2 separate regions of the Lactuca sativa genome follow, and region 2 is linked to region 1. A link is a contact called in public Hi-C data. All regions are on one chromosome and are shown on one strand. Each heading gives the region's core, a stretch centred on a gene start, on an enhancer-like site or on the middle of the called end of the contact. The rest is flanking DNA. Distances are from core to core; before and after follow the strand shown.

The links. A called contact is a pair of places that touch in the nucleus more often than the background predicts.
Region 2: a Hi-C map of seed shows a contact between it and region 1, with 3 times the contacts expected there. The contact joins the promoter of LOC111899608 here to the promoter of LOC111889635 in region 1. A contact is called at or near these places in 2 of 4 Hi-C or Micro-C datasets (leaf and seed).

Annotation. Positions count from the first base shown.
Region 1 is chr5:6,010,577-6,017,011 of Lsat_Salinas_v11, forward strand. LOC111889635 (putative BPI/LBP family protein At1g04970) reads left to right here and starts at 3,389. Exons shown (of 7, transcript XM_023885781.2): 1 at 3,389-3,533; 2 at 3,620-4,185; 3 at 4,968-5,107; 4 at 5,475-5,841; 5 at 5,927-6,175; 6 at 6,268-6,393. The coding sequence starts at 3,781. It overlaps LOC111889636 (serine/threonine-protein phosphatase PP-X isozyme 2), which reads left to right. Exons shown (of 8, transcript XM_023885782.2): 2 at 6-158; 3 at 407-469; 4 at 551-636; 5 at 787-862; 6 at 956-1,224; 7 at 1,300-1,378; 8 at 2,091-2,508. The coding sequence ends at 2,141.
Region 2 is chr5:6,250,244-6,256,678 of Lsat_Salinas_v11, forward strand. It overlaps LOC111899608, which reads left to right and starts at 3,472. Exons shown (of 8, transcript XM_023895443.3): 1 at 3,472-3,606; 2 at 3,744-4,258; 3 at 4,428-4,788; 4 at 4,878-5,989; 5 at 6,080-6,193. The coding sequence starts at 3,830.

The sequences.
Region 1 (6,435 bases), core at 2,139-4,638:
TATAGATATGTGGCGACATCCATGGACAGTTTTATGACATGAAAGAGCTATTCAAGGTAGGCGGTGATTGCCCAAAGACTAACTACTTGTTTCTTGGAGATTTTGTGGACAGAGGCTTCTATTCTGTAGAGACCTTTTTGCTTTTACTTGCCCTCAAGGTAAGTTCTACTTCTTAATCAAATTTCTCACTTCAAAATAAGCAAGTATTGCATTGTCAGATGTAAAATGTCGATTATAAATATCTATGCTTACAAACATGTGTATATGGGATGTATGTTTCTAGTATTGCTCATAATTTATGTTAATTATATAGTCCTTTCATAGTTTCATTAAGGTTTAGTTTTCGAAGCATTCATATTATTTTCTTTTAGCTGTTGTGTAATTAAGAAGTGTTGTAATTAATTAGGTAAGGTATCCTGATCGGATAACATTGATTAGGGGGAATCACGAGAGCCGACAGATCACACAGGTTCCATTATGTACTTGATTTTCATCTTGATTTTTTTTAATATATATATATTTTAAAGCTCACCGCTATTCTCTGTTGTAGGTGTATGGATTCTATGATGAGTGTCTGAGGAAGTATGGTTCTGTCAATGTTTGGAGATATTGCACCGATATATTTGATTATCTAAGGTCTGCTAACTTCTTGGACTTCCTTTCACTTATTGTTTTATACTAGTAAATGCGAAAAAATAACAACACACTTTCATTTATCTGTGTATTATATAGCATCAAACTTTTATTAAGTAGAAGGCTTATACGTAAACTTTGACATTGTTGCAGTTTGTCTGCGCTTATTGAGAACAAAATATTTTCAGTTCATGGTGGTCTGTCTCCCAACATCAACACATTAGATCAGGTGTGAAGAGTGTTCCATAAGATAACTAAATCTTTGTTTTAGTGTAATCGATGAAATGAATAAAACAAGTAAGAAAGAGTGTGATTTTTGCAGATTCGGACAATTGACCGGAAGCAAGAAGTGCCCCATGATGGTGCCATGTGTGACCTCCTGTGGTCAGACCCGGAGGACATTGTTGATGGGTGGGGTCTGAGTCCACGTGGTGCTGGTTTCTTGTTTGGTGGCAGTGTTGTTACTTCTTTTAACCACACCAATAACATCGATTACATTTGTCGTGCACATCAATTGGTAATGGAAGGTTTTAAATGGATGTTTAACAACCAGATTGTTACTGTCTGGTCAGCCCCAAATTACTGTTACAGGTAATAAAACCCTTTCTTTTGCTTCGTCTATCTCCGCTCCCTACTTTTCCTAATTCATTTTTTACGCTTCCACAGGTGTGGTAATGTGGCTGCTATTCTTGAACTGGATGAGAATCTTAACAAACAGTTCCGAGTATTTAAAGCAGCTCCACAGGTTTGTCTTCTGCTTCTGCTTCTGCTTCTGCTTTATCAATAATATTCAAAATGCTGCCATGCCATTTAATAATATTTATGCCCCTAATGATGACTATACGAATCACTACTACAGAATATTATCATGTTAGTGTTTGGTATGATGAAATCAATCAGGGAGGGAATGGAATGAACCATTTTTTAAGTTTTCATTCCTTAAGTAAAAGCTGTTTTTCTTTTTAAATCATTTCATGATTTTAAAAAACCCCAAAAATTTATTCCATTCCTACAACAAATCAAACATGATTACATTACCTTGTTCATACCATTTCTTCGTTGTTTCATTCCATCTGTTATTGGAATGAATGTGATCTGTCAAAGGAATTGGAATTTGATGGAATCATAATCCATCATGCATTTGGCAATGAAAATTCAATTTTAATTTTAAAATATGTTTATTTATATCTAAATATTTTTTTTGGTTATTATATATATATATATATATATATATATATATATATATATATATATATATATATATATTATAATTATAATGAGGGTATTTTAGTCTTGTAATAAACCAAGGAAATTTGAAGGATTCCGACAGAGTGTATTCCGTGCGTGTAATTGGCAACCCCATGGAATGGAATCTGGAATGAATTCTGATTCCATCAATTTCCATTAAACACGGCCTTATTTTTGGAATAAATGAATATGGTGATATTGAAATACAGGAATCAAGAGGCGCCCCGGCTAAAAAACCACCACCAGATTACTTTGTATGAGATATGAATATGATTACTGGAATCCATGAATCTCCATTATCTGTTGGGTCTGGTATGCATTTACTTACTAGGAAAGAAGGAAGGAAGAAGATGATTGATTGTATATTTTGCAATGAAGAAGAAGAAGAAGAAGAAGAGAAGATAGTTTTGGTCATGAAACCAGCGGATCTGCTGACAGATTGGGCAGTGGTTTGGTGTGGTGGATTCATCTCACGAGTGAGTGTTTGTTAAGAAATAGTAGTTAGTGTTACTGTTAATGTGTGTTAGATTTTGTATTGTGTACCCATTACCATTATTTGTGCATCATCATCACATCATGTACACAAAAGGTGTGTCATTAATTACAACACCATACAGATTTACAAAACTGCCACAAACCATATCATATCATATGCTGCTTCAAACCAAACTAAACTAAACTCTGCCATACTCAAGTTGTGGCATTATAAATCTGTCTTTTTCTGTTTACATTACACTTGTTTATGCATCCAACTTACAACACTCTTTACCAATTTATCCTCACATGTTTCGGTTTGTTATAGCAAATTAGAACATGATAGCTTCTTATAAATAAATTGGTAAAAAGATACAACTTGGAACATTTAGATCTTGTAATCTGTCTTGGTGATATGTGTGTGCAACATGGGATTGACTTTGTAAGATGATTTAGGTCATCTATCTTGTTTATTTATTTATTATATTAATCCCATTGTTTATTGCTAAAATTGTTACCTTTGTCGTTCTTACAAGTTATTACCAGTTCATAAGATCACCTAGGTTAATGATTTTCCTGTTTTGGTAAATTAATTAAACTTGTGGTCCATTTTTAATTATTTTGTCAATGTTGCAAAATAATTGTGATGGATGTGTATGTGTATGTATGTATTGGAACTTTCACTAATACCGTTTTCTAAAGCCTCACATGCTCTATCTGTGGAAGAATGGACAAGTTAGTTATTAATTGTAAAAATGAAAATGGAAAATGATATATTTACGTTGACTGAAGTATGTAGGACACCATGAGTTTGGATCATGAGACATTAAGTACTCATATCCCCCATATCTATGGCTTGAACCAATTTTGCTGCGTCACTTTGTTATCCTATAAAACCAACAAAAATGGAATATTGGCCTAATTAAAAAAAAAAACAATAATAGACTAAATAAAACCAAAACTAATAGCTGGTCGAGTTTAAGTGACATTAACCCTTTTTTTAAAATGATATCTCCATATATTAAATCTAAATCCTAAACCTTGTTATTCCTTTTCTACCACTTATCAAATATCCTAACTTAGTGCGAATAATACGGTGTTATTCCTTGTCTTATAGATTTATACATCTATTATTAATCCACGAAGTCAACAGTATCGTCTCGAATATACGTACAAAAGTAGGTAACGTATATCGCTGATTTGGTTGATTGTTTGCAAATGTTTATCCATGTTCGATATTGACGCCATTTATGGCCTGTGTCAGATCCCATGGTGAACATCACGTTTGAACGTAACTCCAGCTCTAGGACGGTGTGGCTCATTTTCTTCAAACTAAACTAGACAAACAAGTTGATTTGACTTAAAAAAAAACAGTTTTGTAAATTCAATCTATCCTTTCAGTTTTATCTGAATTCTTCATGAATCATGAGTCGAAGAGTTTTTATCATCTTCGTGATACCCTTGTTGTTGATTTCTTCATCTACGCATGTTGAATCAGGTGAAGATGGGTATATATCTTTTGGTATTTCTGAAAAGGGTCTTGAATTTGCTAAGGATTTACTGATAAACACTGCGATTTCATCTTTGATTCCTCTTCAATTGCCCAAAATCGAACAAAATGTTCAAATCCCACTTGTGGGTAAAGTTCGTATGGTTCTGTCGGATATTGTTATATATCAGGTTAACGTTCCCACCTCGATTGTTCAACCTGGGGAGATGGGTGTTACCATAGTTGCGTCTGGTGCGACTGCGAATTTGAGTTTCGAATGGAGTTATTCTTATAGCACTTGGTTGTTTGAGTTTTCCGATAGTGGGGTCGCCTATGTTCAGGTAGATATTGCAGCAAAATTGGTTTGAATTCGCTTCTTGGCTTTAGGTGAATTTACTAGTTTTGGTTTGTACTATTTGTTGTAGTTCAAGGGGTGTTTAGTTATGCATCTCAAAACTGAACTGATTATATGAGGTTTTTAGTGCTTAATAACCTACTGCTTTAAAGGTGAAACAACTAGTTTTGAAGCTGCCAAATGCTTATTTATGCACACTCTTTTACCCTTTTCCAGGTTTATGAAACAATGGTTTTTTTACATGAAGTATGCAAGCACGTTTCATTTTGTTGTCAATATATACTAACATCTTACTTGCAACATGTTTCATCGGTTAGTTTATTATCTGTTCACAAACACCTCATTAAGATTATGGTGTAGCTTAACTGTGAAGCATTTTGACTTATAAGAAGAATCTTCTGTTGTCATAATCGACAAAATAATTCATATGGGTTTAAAGAGAACATCAATATGTATCCACTTAAGTGTTTAAATGAAAAAATAAAACAGTAAGATGTTGCATATTTTTGGTACTAAATTCAAACATAGTTCATGTAAAAAACCACTTGATGGAAAGGTGAAATATTGTTGCAATTAACCCTTTTGAATAGTGGGCTTGATGCTAATACAAAACTGACTATCCAAGAAGAGTAAAAGTAGTTATATACCTTTAGAATGCTAACATTATTGTTTGTGGGGTTGCTCTTGCTTTTATTAAATCTACACTGCCTCTTTTTTTTCTTTTCTTGTTTAGTAGGAAGCTAGCTAATGAATAGTGTGCGTGTTAAGGTTGAAGGTATGGAAATAGGGATGACTCTTGGTTTAAAGAACCAACAAGGGACTCTCAGATTGTCTCCTGAAGACTGTGGATGCTATGTTAGTTATATCTCCATTAAGTTAGATGGAGGGGCATCTTGGCTTTATCAAGGGTATTATCCTTTTTATTTGTTACAATTTCAAGATCATTCATAACATTACTCTATTCATGTGTTTGTAATTGTATGCTAATAGAATCAGAAATGCTTTCCCTTTTGCAAAATTTTGCCATTAGTAATGATTATTTTGTCTAGATGTATATTGATAGCAAGGCTAAATTAGGTTGCCATTTTCTGCAATTTGTATAAAATGCAACGAAGAATCATCCGTGGCATTTTGTCCATTATCGTGCATTCTTGCCAAGTATGATGTTGATTTTGTATTTTTGCAACAAGTATGGTTGAAAGAAAAGGCAAGTAGGATGTTTTGGAAAGTCTTAACTTTGTTTTATTGACCTCTCTCATATTATCCTTTTTGCAGAATAGTTGATTATTTTGAAGATGACATAGTATCAGCAGTTGAAGATACCATCACCAACAAAGTCACGGATGCAGTGATAAAACTGGATTCAGTTTTTCAAACATTCCCAAAAGAAATCAGTTTTGGCAATATCACTGCTTTAAATGTCACCATCACGGAGGGCCCCACCATGACCACTACTTCTCTTCTCATTGGCATCAATGGCTTATTTACACAAATTGACCCGAAAGCAACTTTGGTGGGTCATTACACCAACAATTTACCATCAACAGGAACAGGAACAGGGTCGTGTAGTAACTCAGAGAAGATGGTTGGAATTTCAGTACACGAAAACGTTCTTAACTCAGCATCAACGGTTTACTTCAATGTAAGCCCTCGTACTTTGAAGAGATATGCATATTGGGTCCTTGTGTTTTTCCTACTCTCACTAGTTGTATATGTTCTTGTTTCAGTCAAAGAAGATGTATTGGGTTGTTGATAACTTACCGGATCAGAAGATATTGAACACTGCCGAATGGAGATTTATAATTCCAAAGTTGTATAAAGAATACCCGAATGATGACATGAGCTTCAATTTCACTGTATTGTCACCTCCACTCATACAAATCCAAAATCAGGGTATTGTTGCTACAGTAAACTCGGATGTTTTTATCAATGTTGTGGATGCTGGTGAAGTTATTCCAGTTGCATGTATCTCTATGGTATGTCAACTTTAAATCACTGTAATGTAATGTTTGTTTTAAAAAGAGTTGAATTCATCGACTCATATGGATGGTATTTTTAATTTTTACAGGAGATTGAAGCTTCTGGATTTGCTGGGATCATATCGACCACTCTTAATGGTGGCATTAGCTTAAGCAAACTCACAATGTCTCTGAAATGGAGTAAAATTGGCACCCTGCATATGCTTCTTGTTCAGGTACATTCATCTTAACACTGTAAATGGGGTCTTGATATCATT
Region 2 (6,435 bases), core at 2,222-4,721, 240 kb after region 1:
CAAGAACACAAGGTTTGAGGTGTTCACGGTCCAAGAATGTTCTTGGGCCGTAAACACCAAGAATGGCACCAAAGTGTGCCTAAGTCCCTTGTTTAGACCTAGTTTGATGTTTAAGCCTTACCTTGACATGTTTAAACCTTCCATTGATGTGTTTAAGCCTTGAAAAACACCAAAGACCAACATTTATAGGTGTTTACGGTTTGGGGATCTCCCAAAACCGTAAACACCCTAAAGTGTGATTAAATGGGTCATATTCCTTTCTTAGGCCTAAAAACTAACCTAGACAATTACCTAGTGGTGTTAAGGACTTGAAAACATGGCAATACCCTTTTCCATAAGGGTTTACGGTAGTAAAACCAAAGGTAAATGACCATGAGGTTGTAAACTCATCTAAGGAGTGTTTTTGTTGCCCTAGTCCCTTCTAAAGGCCAAACCACCTAGTAGAAATGCTTCAAAAGGCTTGTTAAACCTCAAAACAACACATGGTCAATAGGAGTAGAGTTTACGATCGTAAACCCTAGAGTTTACTACCGTAAACTCCTTGGGTTATGACCATCAAAACCGTAAACTCCAAGGGAGTTTACCCTTGAACTCCAAACACCCTAGCTTTGCCCTACCAACACTTGGATGCAATCCTTGTGATCTTTAACACCTGAAACAAAGTGTTTTCATGTTCTAGAATGTCCCGACTTAATTTATTAGTATATTTTGGCTAATTAGTTATATATATGTTCATTATATGATAACTAGGCTCGTGCGTGTGTACAAGTCTTCATTTGTCACCTAGCACCGTGCCCGACACTTCAATCCAATCCACTCACCACAAGTGAGTTCATACCCCTTTAACTAACCTTTGAAATACTTTTAAATGTTTTAAATGCTTTAATGGGGGGAATACAAGTTGAATACTTATAGTTATTACATCAATCACATGTGATTAATAACTACAAAACCAATGATTTTATTACTGTTCAAACTGTTTATCAAACTGTTTTACTTCAAACTGCTTTACAAACTCTTTTACTTATCAAATACTTTTACTTAAACTCTTTTATACTTTTTATAAATTGCATGCCCATATATGTATAATTATATAAGCAATGTTTAAAAGACTTAGGAAGGCCGTCCGCCCTATTTCCTTTTCGCGCTTGAGATGTGGTCTGGTTGGGACATCGGGTATCCGTCCGAAGGTTGTTTAAATATTAGTTATATATCATATGTACATATATAGTCATAAAGGTCCTTCCAGTTCATCCAATGCCCTTGGGTAGCAAGGGTATACATCCATGTTCATACGTACCAGTTTCATTATTAGTAAGCTACCATATGGGTAGTTTAGGAAGAGACTAGAACTATTACTAGAACGCGATATCATACAATGAGTCAGTTCATTCATGATTCAATACTTGCTAGATAAAGAGAACATACATTACAACTAGTACTCACAGTACATTACTATACCTGCTAGATAGAGAGAGAACACACATTACAGCTAGCACACGTAAAACGATTAACAATACATTACATATACATGAATACATTTACATAATTGTGATCCACTATATCGGAGCATGCCTTCAATTTCATGGTCCGAGTTGTAGCCAGAGTCTCTTGAAGGGAGAGCGTGAGTTTGCGTATAGATCTATATTGGATTGACTATCCTACACCTTGCTGCTAGCTACAGCCGGACCTGCAGGTTTGCGGGTGCCAAACGTCATACTTTTTTATGACCTACATTTGTCGTGTTACTTAGTCGATAGTATGGTACAATTAATCACATGATACCTTAATATAAATCCGGTTTAAGGTAGTTAGTACAGCAATAGTTCCTATAATACAACACTATAGTACTACAATAATTTACCCTTTACATACATTTAGTGATCATTTCACTTAAACATTAATGTACAAACTATATTTTGTTAATAATAGTTACACTTGGGAAAATTACACACTTTTACAACAAACGAACATACAAAACAGTTACGCCTTGTTAGAAGGCTACTTTTAATAGAAAATATAGGTTTTTCTGAGAGATTCAAACTTTTACAAACACTTACAAACATTCACATACTTTTATTACCAATGTTTACAAACTCATACTTAAAACCACGTTCAAACGTTTTGATACAAACACTGACACTAAAATACTTATGAACTCACCAGCTTAATGCTGATAAACTCTTTCAAAATAACTTGTATTCTCAGGTCATCAGTAGACAGGTACCGAGGCCAGCTTTTGAGATGATGGAGCGCATCCAAGACTCATCTTATTATTTTGATTTACTTTTTGGCGTCTATAACTGTACGGAACACACTTATATTAAAATTATATATTTAATGCAATGGATGATGTTGTTTGCTTATTTACTGTTATACTGTGTTGTGATACTTTACATGACGTCCTCCGCCCCAGAACGTTTCCGCCGTTATCGGTTTTGGGGTGTGACATTTATATATTCATTCACTTGATTATACATATAATCTAATTTTAATATATTTTTTCCTAAAACTTCTTAAATTTGTTTTCCCGAATATGAAAGCTATCTTCGAAGTTATACAAAGACATTAATAAGAAGTGAAATGTGTGAAGAGATTTGAAACCGATTCGAGACAAAGAAACAAAAATCAACTTAATGTTTGTTTTGTGATTCATGTTTTGTTATTTCCATACTCACTAATCATTAAACTAAATTAATTATTTATTATGTATTTTAAAATTGGAAATTTATTTGAACTATAAATAACTATCTTTATGTTAACTTATTATTGAACAATTATTAATTATTAATAGTTGAGATATTTTGTTAAAATATATAAAAGGTGTTGATGTGTTGAGAACATTTTTGAAAAAAATGTTATTAATTACATTGTTATAAAAAAAATTACAAAAAATCATAGGAAAACCAATTTCATTGCAATATAAGACCCATGTGGATGGTCTTAGAAACAATTTGTATGCGATTACTGTAATATTAAGTCATGAATAACCAATCCTTTAGTATTTATGTAAAATAATTGGAGTTATTGATAACTAACATTTTGGTTTTATTATTAAAAGTGATTATAAATATATAATTTAATATATTAAGTTAAATTAATTTTAACAAGTGTATAATATATAAAAATGTTATTTTGCTTATAAATAATTTTACATATAATAATATTTTTTTCAAATAATAAAAGACAATGATTTGATTTATATAAATAGTAAAATATCGAGACATTATCTTTTATAACATGTTTTGTTATATTAAAAGTATACAATAAATAATTATTTTATATCAAATAAAAAATCAACATGTCGTTCTAAAAAACAAATACACCATCAATTAACTTGGTTTTCGTTAATGGTATATTATGTTAAGGGATATAATCTTATTTTTATACAAGAGTATAATCTTAATTTATAATTTTAATATTAAACATTAATAATGGTATTCGATAATTGGGAGTAATAAAATGGAAGAAAACCCCACCTTATATTTCTCTCTCTCTTCTCTTCTCAATCTCCCTGACTCCCCTGCTCGAAGTTTTTTTTGGCCCCCAAACTCCTCGCCCAAAGACCAAAACCCCGATTATATTCGATTACAAACCCGCCAAAAGGTATTTCATTTAATCGATCTTTTCCCGAATTTTATTTTCAAATCATAAACCCCTCTCCTTTCCGACTCCCCCCTCCCTCTAGGGTTTCTTTCGCCTTTCCCACATCTTATGGCATCTAATCTTGATCCTTTATGCAGGTTTGTGACGAAAATTTGGTGTTTTCCCGGTGTTTTTCTTCAAAAAACGGAGGAAAACGTGTTTTATGGTGGTGGGTCAGTGATCGATGGATAATACGGTTGTTGGAGAGCCTATGGATCTATCGGAGATGAGATCTGAGACCGTAGGTGAGAAGAGACCGCTGGAGAATGGTGTTGATAGAGAATCGGGCATTAAGAAGGCTAAAGGAGGAGGTATTGATGTTGGGCTGGCGAGTAATGTGAAGAAGGTGGCTGAGATTGTGTTGGTGCTGGCTACTATGGGGAAGATGAGGGGCGGTAGGAAGCCAACGGCGATGGAGGTGCAGATGATGGCTGAGGCGAGGGAGAAATTAGCTGATGTTTGTAAAGAATTTGCTCCAAAAGATATTTTTCCTAGGGATGCTTTTGGGTCAGTAATTGAGGATCTTGGTCTTAATAGATTGAGGGAACAGAGGTTAGGGATTCGGCCTCCAAAGACGTCGATTGCTGAGAAATTGCAGCTTACAAAGCAAAAGGTGAGGTTCCATTCTGATATTTGCTTCTTCCTTTAAGTTACTTTAATTGCTAAAATTGAGTTCCTTGAAACTTCTTTTTACCTGTTTTTGATATTGTTGTATAGTTGCCACATGTTTTTTTTTTTCTTTTTTTGCTGATATAAGCTTCTGTATTCTGCATTTCCATTAGATGGAAAAGTCTGAGGTTTTCCCATTACATTCCAATATGTATACACCTCCAAGACTGCAATCAAACATAAGTGGGGCTACTGAAAACCGTGGTGCCTCTGTAAGGATGTTTCCATCAGATAAAACAAATCACACACCTGTTTCTTCTGGAAGCTTCCAGAATCCTTCAAACGTGGTTCATGCTTCTGCATCCAACACACGAGCTTTACCTTATCAATTGCCCACAAGTGAGGTAAGACCTGGTGTCTCCAATGTCATACATATGGGAAGAGATTCTTCATTGTCAGTTCCTCGAGCTGAAAGACCACATTTTAGAATAGATGGAGGTGCAAATGGTTCTTATAATACGTCACAGTCCCAAGGTACTATCTTTTACTCTTTTTCAGTTTCTTGATTCATACATTTTTCATACCATGCATCCTAAATGCAGTGATTGGAGATCACATGACAGGGAAAACTCCATCATGGTCTATGCAGCCTCAAGCTGCTTCTTTTGCTAAAGCTGGATCTGATAAAGTAAAGGCAGATGGCTCATCTAGTCATGTAATTACATCTAAACCATTCATCACTCAAGGAACACCTACTCCTATGAACACGAATCATGTCCCACATCGTATGAACTTCATTCAACCTCCTTCTGTCACGGATACACACAGTGAAGTTAGTAAAATTGTTCAAAAGTTACTGCACCCGCATCTGCCAGATCATCCCACATGGACACCTCCTTCAAGGGATTACATGACCAAGGCTTTGACTTGTCAAATGTGCAAGGGGACAATCAATGATGTGGATACTGTACTTGTATGTGATGCTTGTGAAAGAGGGTATCACTTGAGGTGTCTACATTGTAACCCAAAATCTATCCCTAGAGGCGAGTGGCAGGAATGGCATTGTGCAAAGTGTTTGACCATAAGCAATGGAAAACCTCTTCCCCCTAAATATGGTCGTGTTATGAGAAACATAAGTACACCAAAGTTATCTTCAAATACTCTAACAGATCAGCCATGTTTAGATAAGAAATCAAATGGGATCTCTGTTTCACAAACTGCTTCTGGTGAAACCAACAGTAAACTGACAGAAGTAGAAAATGAGAAACATGACAAGTCTTGTTTGGTTGAAGTTGAAAGATCAAATGAAGAGAAGTTTGCAATGCTGTCAGCACCACAGGCTCCTGCTAATCTGGAGGCAGTTACTAGTTTTGAAAATCATCATACAAAGACAGATGCTCAGTCTCAAAACACTAACAGTAGTAATGTCCAAGAAGTTTCACATAGTGATAGTGGACAAGAACCTGGTGTTAATGGTTCAGCTAATAAGGAGGAGGGTGAAGAAGGTGATCCAGTTAAAAAAGTTGAAACTCATGATGTTGTGGTTGGTGAAAATGAGGACCCTTTATTGAGTAGCATAGCCATGAATGAAGTTGAATGGATTGGGGATGTGGTAAAAGAAATGGATGGAAAAACATATTACCAGTCTTGTTGCATCAATGGAACTTCATATGCATTAAAGGATTATGCACTTTTCAGCTCCCCTGGCAATAAATATTTGCCTAATAAACTACAAGTAAGTAGAGTCTGTAGTATTATGTACTAAAAATAAATAATAATATAATATGTGATATTTATTTATATGTAAGTTTTTTGTTTGTTGTAGGAAATGTGGGAAGATGAAAAGACGAAAAAGAAGTGTGTTACTGTGACTCGGTGTTTTTTTCCTGATGATTTGCCCGAGGGTGTTGGTCGCCCATGTGCACCAGAAACCAATGAGGTAAACATAATTCTTTTTTCACTTAATTTGGACAGAATGAATTGACTTAACTATTTCCCCCCTTGGTTTTTGCAATGCAAGGGTAAAATGGGTTTTTTAGTCAGTCTAGGAAAGAAACAAAACAGACCTTATGTATGCAAAATACAAACATCAATTTATCCAGACAAACAGACATGATTAGTTTATTACCCATTCAGCCAATCCACCCATGCATGAGCATGAGCATGAGCATGGCTTAATTA